2 separate regions of the Sus scrofa genome follow, and region 2 is linked to region 1. The links are chromatin contacts, called in public HiChIP or PLAC-seq maps. All regions are on one chromosome and are shown on one strand. Each heading gives the region's core, a stretch centred on a gene start, on an enhancer-like site or on the middle of the called end of the contact. The rest is flanking DNA. Distances are from core to core; before and after follow the strand shown. Region 1 holds the start of SPATA4 (spermatogenesis associated 4). Region 2 holds the start of AGA (N(4)-(Beta-N-acetylglucosaminyl)-L-asparaginase).

Evidence for each region. HiChIP or PLAC-seq counts read pairs in DNA pulled down with a chosen protein or histone mark.
Region 2: an H3K27ac HiChIP or PLAC-seq map of alveolar macrophages shows a contact between it and region 1. The contact joins the promoter of AGA here to the promoter of SPATA4 in region 1. A contact is called at or near these places in 2 of 2 datasets of contacts at active chromatin or transcription factors (alveolar macrophages and skeletal muscle).

The regions. Positions count from the first base shown.
Region 1 is chr15:38,700,409-38,707,440 of Sscrofa11.1, forward strand. SPATA4 (spermatogenesis associated 4) reads right to left here and starts at 5,335. Exons shown (of 6, transcript NM_001177923.1): 1 at 5,118-5,335; 2 at 4,136-4,265; 3 at 3,635-3,753; 4 at 3,031-3,251; 5 at 1,209-1,322. The coding sequence starts at 5,335.
Region 2 is chr15:39,711,306-39,718,063 of Sscrofa11.1, forward strand. AGA (N(4)-(Beta-N-acetylglucosaminyl)-L-asparaginase) reads right to left here and starts at 3,261. Exons shown (of 9, transcript XM_001927332.7): 1 at 1,943-3,261. The coding sequence starts at 2,060.

The DNA of each region.
Region 1 (7,032 bases), core at 4,085-6,584:
GCCCCTGGGCCCATGGCCCAGCCCACTGGAATGTCTACTGCAAATACCCCTGATGGAAGGAGGGTGAGGCAGGGGAGGCAGAAGATGACTTCCAGAAGTGAAACTGTGGGCGTTTTTCCCCCATTGGACCAATGAAATTCACTTCTGGTGGATTCTGTGGTGCTGAGTTCACTGCCTCAGGCATTTGATGAGTTAGAGGGGTGTGGGTTTTTTGTTTGTTTTGGGTTTTGTTGGGTTTTTTCTGGTTGTTATTTGTTTGTTTGTTTGTTTTGTCTTTTTAGGGCCTCACCCACAGCATATGGAAGTTCCCAGGCTACAGGTCAAATTGGAGCTATAGCTGCTGTCTATACCACAGCCACAGCAATGCAGAGCCCTGCATTGTGAGCCAGGCAGTCCCTATGTTGTAACTCAGAAGCAGCCTTAGACAAGGCACAAGAGGGACTGCCAGGCTGTGTCCCCATACAACTGCATTTATCAGCATGGGAATTTGAAGTTCATTTGATTTTCATGTGTCAGGAAGTAACTTTTTCTTTTGATGTATGTTTTCAACCATTTAAAAATGTAAAAACCACTCTTAACTCGCATGCTCTACAGAAAAAGTCAGGCAGAGACAGATTTCAGCCTGTGCTTGGCTATAGTTCACTAGGGTTTAAAGGCTTTTTGAATTAACAGGATTTAAACTTGTGGCTTTTTGTCATTCAGGTGATTGGGAAGTCTTGGTAGGCAGGTTGTCTAAATCTGCCTTCGGACTGATTCATCATCCAGCTGCTGGAGAACTGAGTTTTGAGCTCTGCCAACAAGCTTCCCCTGTTTCAGACTCACTTTTTTAAGGAGAAATTGAAATGGCTCCTTTAAGAGTAGGCAGTCAGGGACACCTGTATAATCAGAAGAGTTTATTCTTTATCACCTTTCTTTACTTGGCTAGCAAGACTATTCCTTTCCAAATATTTAATATTAGGTAAAAACATTTGAAAAAGTATTCTTAGTAATTGCGGATTGATTGCTATTCTCAAGCTCTGTTCTCCCATAACATTGATATAACCAATAAAGTTTTATGCCATCTATCAAAAAACACAACACACCAACTTACTACGTCATTCTCGACAAAGCCCAGAACAACACTCTAACTATTTTGAAAAATTTAAGTGAACAAAGGAACACCAAAAAATCAATTTTAACAAGTAAAAAACTTAAAAAAATCTTACGAGAATCAGGAACAACTCTTTCCCTTGAAATGACTGCCTTGTATTTGCACCCAGAGGCTTGAGCTGGACGGTGACCAAGAGTTAATTCTCCCACTGTTGGTTTGACCTCAAACCATTCTATAAAATATAAACACAAAATTGTTCGTTAAAAATTTATTATGGCCCTTGTCAAAATAAGATACCACAAATTTAAATTAAGCAAATTTAGACATCTGCTGGATCATATTCCTAAGGGTGGTGTGAAGACGCAGGTTAGTAACCCTCTCCACCAATGGGTCACCTCTCTGATGTGCAAAATGGTTGCTTTAAAAATGTTACTTTAGGGGTTCTCACTAAGGTGCAGTAGGTTAAGAATCTGACTGCAGTGGCTCAGATCACTGTGGAGGCATCGGTTCTACCCCTAGCCCTACCCAGTGGTTAAAGAACCGGGCTGGGTCTGGGATTCAACCCTTGGCCCAGAAACTTCCATATGCCTTGGATATGGCCATAGGAAGAAAGTTACTTTAAAAACAATACCCTTATCTTCCTATTAGGTTTGGGGTAAGCTTTTAATCAATAATGTGTACAGAAAAATGAACAAATCATATGTTTACAGTTTGATGAATTTCTGGAGTGAATACAAACCTGGGGTGCCATTACCCAGATCCAGAAATAGTACACTACTAGCACCCCAAACTGCCTCCTGTCTCTCCTATTCAGTCCCCTAAAAAGAAAACTGCCTTCTATCATCATAGGTTAGCTTTACATATTTATATATTTCATATAAATAAAAGCATACAGTATTTTATTTCACAAACATTTTTATACTATACAAATAGTGACAAAATTATTCCATGTTTCTCATATTTCTTACCAAACACAGCACTTGGGCATCAGTTTCTCTGTGCTTCTGAAGGTCACTTACTTCTCTGCAGCTCACTCTCACTGAGGCTCGAAGACATGTCTAAGGTTATTTCTATTCATAAGCCATAGCCAGTGGTATTTATGCTAAATACCACTCTGGGCAGTAACATTCCCAGAACTGCAATTATCGCAATTAATTACTTTGGCTGCTTAAAATCAGAACACTCAAAAATCAATGCTGGTAATAACATAATTCTATTCAAGAATCTGAAGGGTTAAGGGGTCCATGACTAAAGAGAAACTGTGTTCCAAAGAAGACAACAGAGCAGTGTTAGCTTTGCACTTAGGTGGACTTTTAACCTGAAGATTAAACAAACAGAATTTGTTTGTGTTTCATTCTAGAAATTCCAACAAGAACCAATGAACAGATGTAATAGATTAAATGTAAGCAAACATCAGGTATAAAAAAATAATGATACCTGGTTTGTGGTTTTAAAAAAAATAACTTGACAAAACTAAAATGGTGAACAATGAAAGAACTTAAGTGGGGTAGAGGGCTGGCAAGGAGTGCTCCTTGTCCTAGTGTTTAAAGTACTTACGGTTTGAGGAAGAGAGTAAAGATATTAGTTTTAGACTAAGAAAAATATGCGTGTTAAAATTTCTAGGGTAGCACTTTCTAGAGTTGAAATTTATAATTTTCCAAATAAGTAGAGGAGATTAGTCTTTGGACAGTAAGTTATGACTGAATTAATAACAATTAGTCACAGTAAATGAAATTACAACAGTCCATGCAACAAGGAATAGTGGCAGGCTTTTCCTTCATCTGTGTTCAAGAATAGCCTCGCTGGAGTTCCCACTGTGGCAAAATGGGATCCACAGCTTCTCTGGAGCAATGGGACACAGGTTCGATCCCTGGCCTGGCACAGTGAGTTAAGGATCTGGCTTGGAAGTACTCAGTTCGTTATTTCCAAGGATAACTTACGTGGATTCAGTTTTCTGCTCAATTTTCTTTGCAACATTTGTAAAAGGAAGAGGAACTCTACTTTAAGTTCATTGGTGAGCTTGTTGGGGTTGCCTATTAATTCTGATAACCTAATGTTATCTTTAATAGACTTTGAAGCTGTCGACCTAGGAACCAGGGGCAATTTCATCTGGTAACTGTAGTCTGTGAAATTCACGAGGTCATCCTGAATACTTTTAATTCTGGACACAAAAAAATAAAATAAAATATTGTTTACAAGTCACATTTTAGCAATAAGATTTCTTTCTTTCTTTCTTTTTTTTTTTTTTTTTGGCCACACGCATGGCATATGGAAGTTCCCAGGCTAGGGGTCAAATCGGAGCTGTAGTGGCTGGCCTACACCACAGCCACAGCAACTCAGGATCTGAGCCATGTCTGTGACTGACACCACAGCTCATGACCCTTAACCCACTGAGTAAGGTTAGGGATCAAACCTGTGTCCTCATGGATGCAGTCAGATTAGTTTCTGCTGAGCCATCATGGGAACTCCCATTTTAGCAATAAGATTTCTACTGTCACAACTTTAATATTAAATTGTATTACTAGAAAATTCCAAATAACTCACTCTCGATGTGTTAACAAGGTGTACACCTCCTGTATCAGTATTTCAGGTACTCCAGCTTTACAATGAATAGTTCCGTGGATTAGTTCTTTAGGTAATTTAAATTTTTTTCTTGCCAGGAACTTTAATAGAAGAAAAAAAATATTTTCACCAAAAAAATTCTATAAATATCTCTAATTACTTTGAATTCACTTTCACCCCCTGTTTGTCCTCCATTTATATTTTGAGGTTTAACAAGTTAATTATTAAATGATATTATTACTCAGCAAGAAAATCAACCATGGTCTCCCTCTCCGACTTGAAATGAGTATGCTGTTTCATAGGTGACACATAGATTACAGTTTAATAACCTTTTTAATACAAGGAAATAAATGCCACCTAGCGGCTTTGGGTAACTAGCACCCAGCCACTAACACACATTTCAAGAAATCTAAGACCTCAGGAATACACCTCTTCAAATACAAACTTCTCCAAAGTTAAAAGCATCGGTAACTGCTAATTTACCTTTTCCAATTGTGCCCAGTTATCCAACTTGACTTTTAAAGAAGTTCCATTTTGAAAGGATGACAACTTAAGGTCCCAGGGGTAATGTATAGAGAATATTTCTGCGATCAAGAAGCCATTGGAAAAATCCCTGATCCATATCAATAAGGAAATGAAATAAAATGTAGTTACATATATAGTTTGTATTATTTTGTAATCAATTCACACCCATATAATATTCAATACTGACGACAAGATAATTATAAAAGTAGAGTCTGATGCATCCTTGCTTCGAGGAGGCCTTGCTATGGGGTAGTGATTGAGTAAGATTAGACACACACCAAAGGCCATGGTGTTCTTTTTATGAACCCAAACTATTAATTCATATTGAATTTTCATTTTAACAAGGCCCCCAGGTGATACCACTGGGGGCACTGAACATTTCAAGCATGTTTTTCTTAAGGAGTGCCTAAATCAGTAAACCAGAGAAAGCCCTTGCCTGCAAAATGAAAGTCATCACCTTTATTTTTAAGGAATTCAATTTGCATTCCCAGTGCAAGTATTAACTGCCAGTTATGCTCAGAGAGGCTTCAGTTATAAGGAGCAACTTTTTCAATCCCCAATAACCTTCAAACCAGATGCTATGGCTAATAAAAAGTAAACGGATCCCCACTAGTACTAATGTCCAGTGTCCCTGAAAAAGAGCCTAGGTTATTTTATTTGGGGGTTGTCACCAACGCATTCTATATTAGCTGAGTCTAAAACGGAATGATAGAATTGATTGAATAAATGAAATGCTTCACCCTTTTGCAGATCAGCTCCCTAAGGGGGCGAGTGTGTGAGTGTGCTTGTGCGTGTGCGTGTGACGAGTGAAGGAGTAGAGCGGGCAAGGCAATCCCAGGAAAGCCCCTGCGTTACTGCGGGGTGGGCGGCGCAGACCAGGAGACTGCTCTGCTCCGGCGGATGCGCCCGCCAGGCGGCCAGGGCCCGACCGCTCCAGCACCTGCTGATGTTCCTAGGGAAGAAGCTGAGATCCAGGCCCTGGAGCCAGCGCAGAACCGACGGAGACATGCGGGAGCTCTTCGGTGGTTGTGGATAGACCAGCCACTTCTTAGGCCTCTCTCGGATGGGAGCTGCTGGACCTGGCGCAAGTGACGGTGACTTGGGTAAGGCAGCCGCCGGCAGCTTCAAAAGCCTTTCTTTCCGGCTGGTGGCAGCCATGTCGCTTTCTGGGTTTCTATGGCAGCATCGGGGGCGGGGCCTCGGTGGGGCGGGGTCTGGTGTTGGCGGGGCCTCGGCGCAGGCGCCCTGGGCCTCATGCGTACTCCACTTCACTATCCGACGCTCTTGGTTGGGCACGCACATCCCTGGCCCCACTGCGAGGGGACGTGGGTCCGGGGAGCTTCGACATGGCCCGAGCTTTCAATCTCAGTTTTAATTGGCCTGAAGCGTAACCAATTTAGAGCTACCCACCCTCACCCCGCCTTCCCTTAGAAATTGACATTTTGAATATTGTGGTTTCTGCTCAGCTGAAGGCTTGTTGCAGTCAAGCATTTTGAGGAAGTTGTGAGAACGTTTCAGAGGACAAAGACAGGTTTTGTTTGGAAATTGGAAAAGATAGGGCTTTTGTTCCAAAATGCCAATGTAAAAAAAAATCTTCAAAAATAAAATGAATAAATGCTTTATGTCTACACAATGTAATTTACCAATTTCCTTAATTATTACATTATATTCATAAAAGTTACATGGTATTTGAAAACAACTTGTAAATTAGATTTTCACACTTCACAAAGATGCCTCAGGATGCATGATGTCATTCATTAGACAAATATTTTGAGTCCCTACTATGTGCCAGGCCCTAATCTAGTCACTTGGGATTCATCAGTGAACAACACAGAGGGAAAAAAAGATTGCAGAGCAAGCATAGATAATTATAAACTAAATATTTACACAGCAAAGTTGTTAAAATCTTTTAAAAACTTTTACAGCAGAAAAGTAGATATGTAGATAATATGTGTAAGTAATATGAAGATATGTTACTATGCAAGATGAAATATGGGATAGATATATAAAGAGTAGAGCTGTATATTGTCGAATGCTTATTCGTACACGTTTATTAATAAAGTAAACCAATGTGAGTGAGTCTGTATTAGAAAGACAAAAATGAAGCTGTACAGTGTTTTTTCTTTGTCCAATGTAGTTTTTCATTTGTTGAATGGACTTATTTTGAGGAATTACTGTCCTCTGCTTTGCTGTGTATAAGATCTTCACTATTCAATACCTAGCTACTAGCCCCATGTAGCTATTCAGTTTTATATTAAATAAATTTAAATAAAATGAAGAAGCGTAACACTGGCTACATTCAACAGCTCAATAGTTGGGTGGGGCTGTTGGCTACCACATTGTACATCACAGAGACTGCACTATCACTATCTTTGCAGAAAGTTCTTTTAGGCAGCTGTACCCTAGATTATTTATAGAAGGTACAGAGATATATAAGTATCTGAAAAAAAGATCATGTACTCTGAAAAGCTCTGCCATGCTAAAAAATATATTGGTATCAGGAAGGAAGCAAATGATTTGGCCTGAGAGAGCACAGGAGTCCTCAGAGGAGGTGACCTTTGATGTGTATCTTGTAAAGCAGTATTTGAATGGGTTAAGACACAGGCTTTGGACCACCAGCTTTACTTTTTATTATTTATGTGATTTTGGGCAAGTTATTTTACCATTTTTTATTTGTAAAAGATGGAAATAAATAGGAAATACCTTACAGGGTTGAGATGAGGATTAAGTTGACAAGTTAAATGAATGAAGAGCCTGGAACAGTGTGTGCACATAATAAACACTCAGTACACATGAGTGATGCTTCTAAGACAATTGTGGAACTCTATGGAATGAAGAGCGGAAGGAAGGAATGG
Region 2 (6,758 bases), core at 2,011-4,510, 1.0 Mb after region 1:
TCATCAATTTCTTCTGCATAATCAGATTTTTAAAAATATACCTATGGGAGTTCCCACGTGGCTCAACAGGTTAAGAACACAATGCTGTCTCTGTGAGAACGCAGGTTCCATCCCTGGCCTTGCTCAGTGGGTTAAAGATATGGCATAGGTTGCAGAAACGGCTTAGATCCCGTGTTGTCACAGCTGTGGCATAGGCCACAGCTTCACCTCCAATTTGACCCAGGGCCCAGGAACTTCATATACCACAGGTGCGGCCATAAAAAGAAAAAAATGTGTATATATATGCCTATGTTTTTATTGAAGTAACATCTATCATAGGAAGTCTCAGTCACAAAGAGTAACAGCAAATAATTACAACGTGAACTTCAAGTAAATTAATTCACTTAATCTTTGAGGTACTGTACAATTACTGTCTTCATTCTAAATAGGAGGAAATAGACCCAGAGAGGTTATTTGGTCAAGGTCACACAGCTAGTAGGTAGCAGAGGCCACGATTCAAAAGTAGTCATTTTCGGCTCCAGTGGCCATGCTTTTAGCATTAAACTAAGCTCTGCAGAGCTCCACACATCAAAAAAGGGGGGAAATAAAACCCTTCAATGGTTGATTTCCTTTTTGGAAATCCCACGGCATGTGGTAGTTCCTAGGCCAGGGATCAAATCTGTACCAACGCAACAGCTGGAGCCACTTCAGTGACAATGCCAGATACTTAACCTGCTCCTGTTCCCTTAACCAAGGGAACTCCAATGGCCAATTTATTCATTTGTAAAAACAGAATTCCTTGAAAGTTAATGCTAGTATTGGTAAGAATTTAAGTATCATTACTGAATACTGACAAGTTTGCAAGTATATTTGTAGAATTGAATAGAGGCCACATACCCAGAATCGTCCCCTGCCTGGGAGCCCTGCACTTTCTTTTCTGTCTCATTATTGCTGGAAGTTTCTCTCACAGCCTTTTTCCTCATTTTTTCTGAAGTATATACACTGCTTATAGCATGCAAACTTGGCTCCATCAAGTTCTAAAGTCAGTTCAGCCCAGAAGATGATATTAGCTGCCTCAAACAGCAGAGAAGAGGTCTGAAACAACCCCTAGGGAAGTATGCCTTGAATGAAACAGTATACAGAATAATAAGAAAAGGGCAAGATAATAGTATGTACAGGATGACAACAAAGGACATAAGACAGGCATGTGACTCAGATTGAGCCTAAGGACAGTAAATCAGGGAAGAGGTGACACTTTAGTTTAGTAGTTCTCAATCCTAGCTGCAAATCAACATCACTTAGGCAGCTTAAACAAACAAAAAATCTGATACTTTGGTTCCCACAGTGAAATCAAAATCTCAGGAGGTGGGGCCCAGGGACAGGATTTTTGAGATCTTAGGATGACTTTAATGTATAACCAAGACTGGAACCCTGTATTTCAGGTGGAAAATACATGTCAGCATGTAGCAAAAAAAAAAAAAGTAAATGTAAATGTAAGAAGAGTACGCTTTGGAAATTATTAGGCATTTGTCAAGCTTAAGAAGACCGTATTGGTTAGATGTAAGGGGTTAGAAAAGAGAGGTGGGCAGGGAACACAACCCCTGAAAAGACTAGATGTCAGGCAAAAGACGGCCTAGGAGCTCAGTGGAAGAGTTTGAGCAGAAAAGCTATAACTGCTTTAGGTCAGCAGCAGAGTGGAAAATATCTCGTGACTGGTGATTATAGGGGCTGAATAGAGGGAGTCGTCCAAAAATTGAGGCTCTAAAATGCAGCAGCGACAGGGTGGATGGTCAACTGCAAGAGACGCCGCGACGTAGCGGGTGCAGGCGAGACTGCGGAACCCGTGGCCGGCTCTGGCCGGCGCCGCCCTCCCGGCTCCCAGCACCTCGGTGGGGAAGGCCGGCGGTCCGCCCCTCCCGCAAGCTGTCGCAACAGAGTCCCCGTACAGGCTGCCGCCCCGCACCTGCTTGGGTTGCATTCCTGAAAGGCCAAGTGTTGACGATCAGCGGCAGAGGGCTGGAGCTGCGTACCGGGGCTGCGCCGAGCAGCAGCATCAGCAGCAGGATCGGTTTCTGCGCCATGGCTGCGAGCCAGGAAGGAGCTGAGAAAGGTCACAGCCGCCACCAGAGGTCACAGTAGCCGTGGCCGCCGCAGATCCCCGGTCCGCGACCCAAAACTCGCGATCCCCGGAGCCCCGCCCACCTGGACCCACGCCCACTTCCTTGGGGCCCGGCTCGGGCTCGTCAAACTCTCGCGAGACGTGTTTTACTCCCCGGGTCGCCTTGGGTTCCTCTTTAATTCCGTTTTATGTCTACGCAGATGATTTGATTTGATTTTTTAATGCTCAAGCGAAAGTTAGCATGAAATTACACAGCCTTGGCTTACACGACCCTTGGAACTTTTGAGTTTGCTTTTAACTTGTTAGCCTCTTATTAAAAATTGGAGTTGGTAAATTTATGACACTCGCAGTGTGCTGGGTGGGGTTCCTGGCCGCAGAGAGCTGGGTGGTTAAGTATAGGTGAAACGTGAGTGCTTAGAGCCAGGTTTATTTTAGTTTTCTCCCGCCCATGCCTTCAGTCTTCTTTCCACCGCTTCTTTTTGTAGGACGTACTCTCGTTGTTAATCTGTGAGTCGGAAGAAAAAGAAACTGCCTGAAGAAGCAGAAATTAACTGCACAGTTTACTGAAGTGTACCTACCTTCCTGCACCTCCAGGGCTAGAAGCCACCTCCATTCCTTTTTGAACGTGTTTTACCTCCTGCCTGCACCATTAAGTACTTAATAAACGTTTGAATGAAGGCAGAATGGAGACTTTACCTTGTTGAAAGATGAACTGAGGCAAGTTAAAGATTTTGGAAGCTTTTTAAGTAGCCATACCATGAAACATAAGTATTGTTGAAAAGTTCATTTATAACTTTTACATATGTATTTAGTCTACTTGCTCAACATTTAGATTTGCTCTTGGAAATGTCATGACACAGTAACAGCTAATTTTAAGTTATCTTTCTTGATGACAAAGTCTGCAATAGCGATAATGAGCTTATTTATATTTTAGTAAACCGAGGTAGAATAAGAGTATTATATTTAATGCTGATAGCACCAAAGACTTGCCTATTGTAATTAAATCGACAAAATTAGGTTTTATTTACTGGGGATTTTCCTACATCACGTGAACTTGAAAAACATTTGAATTAGTTTCTATATTTCTTCAAGTATACTTGATTTATGTAGTGTTTGTCTTTAAGCCAGTTAAATATAGAGCTCTTTACAAGTTAATTTTGGCAATGCCATCCAGAGGTTAAATAGAAATCACACATCTGGAGAGAGGACAAGATGGCGGAGGAGTAGGGGGACACGCTCGCCCTCTCCCACAAACACAACAAAAAAAGCACATCTACAGAAGAAATGACTCGCACAGAACAACAACCAATCGCTGGCAGAGGAACCTAAACTCCAATAACGGCAAGAAGTTCGTGACATTATTGGGCAGAACGGGAGAAAAGAGGAGAGTGAGAGAAGGTGAATCCGAGCGGGACGGGCGCTCCCGAAAGGGAACTGCGGAGGAGAAAGGGATCCCGCACCCTGGAAAGTCTCCTACCGGGGGAAAGATCAAACGAACGGGAGGAATCTCCAGATGCAGAGAAGAGTGTAGCAGTAAGTCGGAGTACGGAAAAACGATCAAGAACCCAACGGACCATCTGAACTACGGGCACAGTCACCAAAAATTGAGACGCCTGGGTGGGGGCTGGGCACCGAATCCTCGGCTCCAGAGGTTAGTCCCCGGGAAAGGGCCGGGGGACGCCTGGGTGGGGGCTGGGCACCGAGACCTCAGCTCTGAAGGTTGGTCCCCGAGAGGGGGCCGGGGGACGCCTGGGTTGGGGCTGGGCACAGAGACCTCGCCTCCGAAGGTTAGTCCCCAAGAAAGGGCCGGGGGGCGCCGCCTGGGTGGGGGCTGGGCACCGAGACCTCGGCTCCAGAGATTAGTCCCCGGGCTAGGGGGCGGGGAAGAGCGGAAACTGCTTGGGAGGTCTCTAAACCATTTGACGGGGCAGAGACTGCCTGGGAGACTAGAAAACAAAGCTGTCGCAGAGGAAGGGAGCAATACTCTAGGGGCGGGGAAGTGGAAAGCCGCCTCAGAGGGAACCTGGGAGAAGAGCCTGGTCTGCGCCCGTGCTGGGGAGGGGAGAGAAGAAGGGGTGGGTCCCCATAGAATACCCCCCACGCCACAGCAAGCTTACAGGCCCGCTAGCTAGCAGAAAGCTGTGCTTCCCAGTGCATTCCCTCCCCCCACCCCCGCCACCCCCTACGCTCTCGCCGAACCTGGGGCTGCCTGCCATCCAGGAGGGCTGGCCTCAACAATTGCCTGAAGCCTACCACCGCAGGGGCTCTCCCTGCACAGGCCTGCTTGCCCTTTGGAGGGGCTACACTTCCACAGAGCAGCACCAAACACCACCAGGCCCCTAGAAAAGGCCTGCAGCCCAGAAAAGCTAGAACAAGCCTAGCCAGGCCGTGAATAGATCGACCTAATTCTCCGACGGTTTTTCTGAGACGGGCTCCCCCGGGGAGGAGCCTCTTGAGTCTCCAAGGGCCTTGCTACACGCCCAAGACCCCAGGGGGTGCTAAGACCTAGTGGACCAGCTGCATAGGACTGCCAGCTCCAGGCAGGACCCCCTGCAGCCCAGAAAAGCTGCAACAAGCCTGGCCGAATTGGGAAAAGATCTCAGACGGTCTCTCTGAGTCGGGCTGTCCTGGGGAGGAACCTCTTGAGTCTCCAAGGGCCCTGCTACCCGCCCAAGACCCCAAGGGGTGCTGAGACCTAGTGGACCAGCTGCATAGGACTGCCAGCTCCAGGCAGGACCCCCTGCAGCCCAGAAAAGCTGCAACAAGCCTGGCGGAATCGGGAAAAGATCTCAGACGGTCTTTCTGAGTCAGGCTGTCCTGGGGAGGAGCCTCTTGAGTCTCCAAGGGCCCTGCTACCCGCCCAAGACCCCAGGGGGTGCTGAGACCTAGTGGACCAGCTGCATAGGACTGCCAGCTCCAGGCAGGACCCCCTGCAGCCCAGAAAAGCTGCAACAAACCTGGCGGAATCGGGAAAAGATCTCAGACGGTCTTTCTGAGTCGGGCTGTCCTGGGGAGGAGCCTCTTGAGCCTCCAAGGGCCCTGCTACCCGCCCAAGACCCCAGGGGGTGCTGAGACCTAGTGGACCAGCTGCATAGGACTGCCAGCTCCAGGCAGGACCCCCTGCAGCCCAGAAAACCTGCAACAAGCCTGGCCGAATCGGGAAAAGATCTCAAACGGTCTTTCTGAATCGGGCTGCCCTGGGGAGGAGCCTCTTGAGTCTCCAAGGGCCCTGCTACCCGCCCAAGACCCCAAGGGGTGCTGAGACCTAGTGGACCAGCTGCATAGGACTGCCAGCTCCAGGCAGGACCCCCTGCAGCCCAGAAAAGCTGCAACAAGCCTGGCCGACTTGGGAAAAGATCTCAGACGGTCTTTCTGAGTCGGGCTGTTCTGGGGAGGAGCCTCTTGAGTCTCCAAAGGCCCTGCTACCCGCCCAAGACCCCAAGGGGTGCTGAGACCTAGTGGACCAGCTGCATAGGACTGCCAGCTCCAGGCAGGACCCCCTGCAGCCCAGAAAAGCTGCAACAAGCCTGGCGGAATCGGGAAAAGATCTCAGACGGTCTTTCTGAGTCGGGCTGCCCTGGGGAGGAACCTCTTGAGTCTCCAAGGGCCCTGCTACCCGCCCAAGACCACAGGGGGTGCTGAGAACCAAGTGAAATCTGCTACCATCGTGGGGTGGACCTCCCAGTCCTGTCTGCCCTCAGGAAGTCCTCCTTTGCTTCAAAGAAACACTGTTAGCCCCATCAACACTCCAGAAAAGCCACACTGCCTCAAAAAAAGATTGACCAACAACGACAGCCCTCAGGAAATATTCCAGGGCAGTGACAAGGCAAACACTACCCGATAACGGAGAGTACAACTCCCTCAGGAGAAAGAAGACAACAAGCAAGATGAAGAAGCTGAGAAACCACCCCCAGTCAAACCAACAGGAGAACTCACCTAAAACAGTCAACAATGAAACTGATCTCTGCAGTCTGACAGACATGGAGTTCAAAAGAGAAATAGTGAAAATACTGAAGGAATTAAGAGAAGATATGAACAGCAATGCAGATACCCTCAGAAAGGAGCTAGAAAATATAAGGAGGAGCCAAGAAAAACTAGAACATTCATTTGCAGAGATGCAAACTGAACTAGGGGCAGTAAAAACCAGAATGAATAATGCAGAAGAACGAATCAGTGATATGGAAGATAGAATAATGGAAATCACTCAATCTGGTCAACAGACAGAAAACCGAATCAAAAAACTGGAAAGCAATATAAGAGACCTATGGGATAATATAAAACGGGCCAATCTACGCATAATAGGAATTCCAGAAGGAGTAGAAAAAGATAAGGGAATGGAAAATATATTTGAAGAAATTATTGCTGGAAACTTCCCAAATCTAAAGGATACTGGATTCAAGATACAAGAAGCACAGAGGGCCCCAAACAAACTGAACCCAAACAGACCCACACCAAGACACATCATAATAAAAATGGCAAAAGTTAGTGATAAAGAGAGGATCCTCAAGGCAGCAAGAGAAAAACAGAATGTTACCTACAAGGGAACCCCCATAAGAATATCAGCTGATTTCTCTACAGAAACACTACAGGCCAGGAGGGAATGGCAAGAGATATTTAAAGTGCTCAAAGGAAAAAATATGCAACCTAGAATACTTTATCC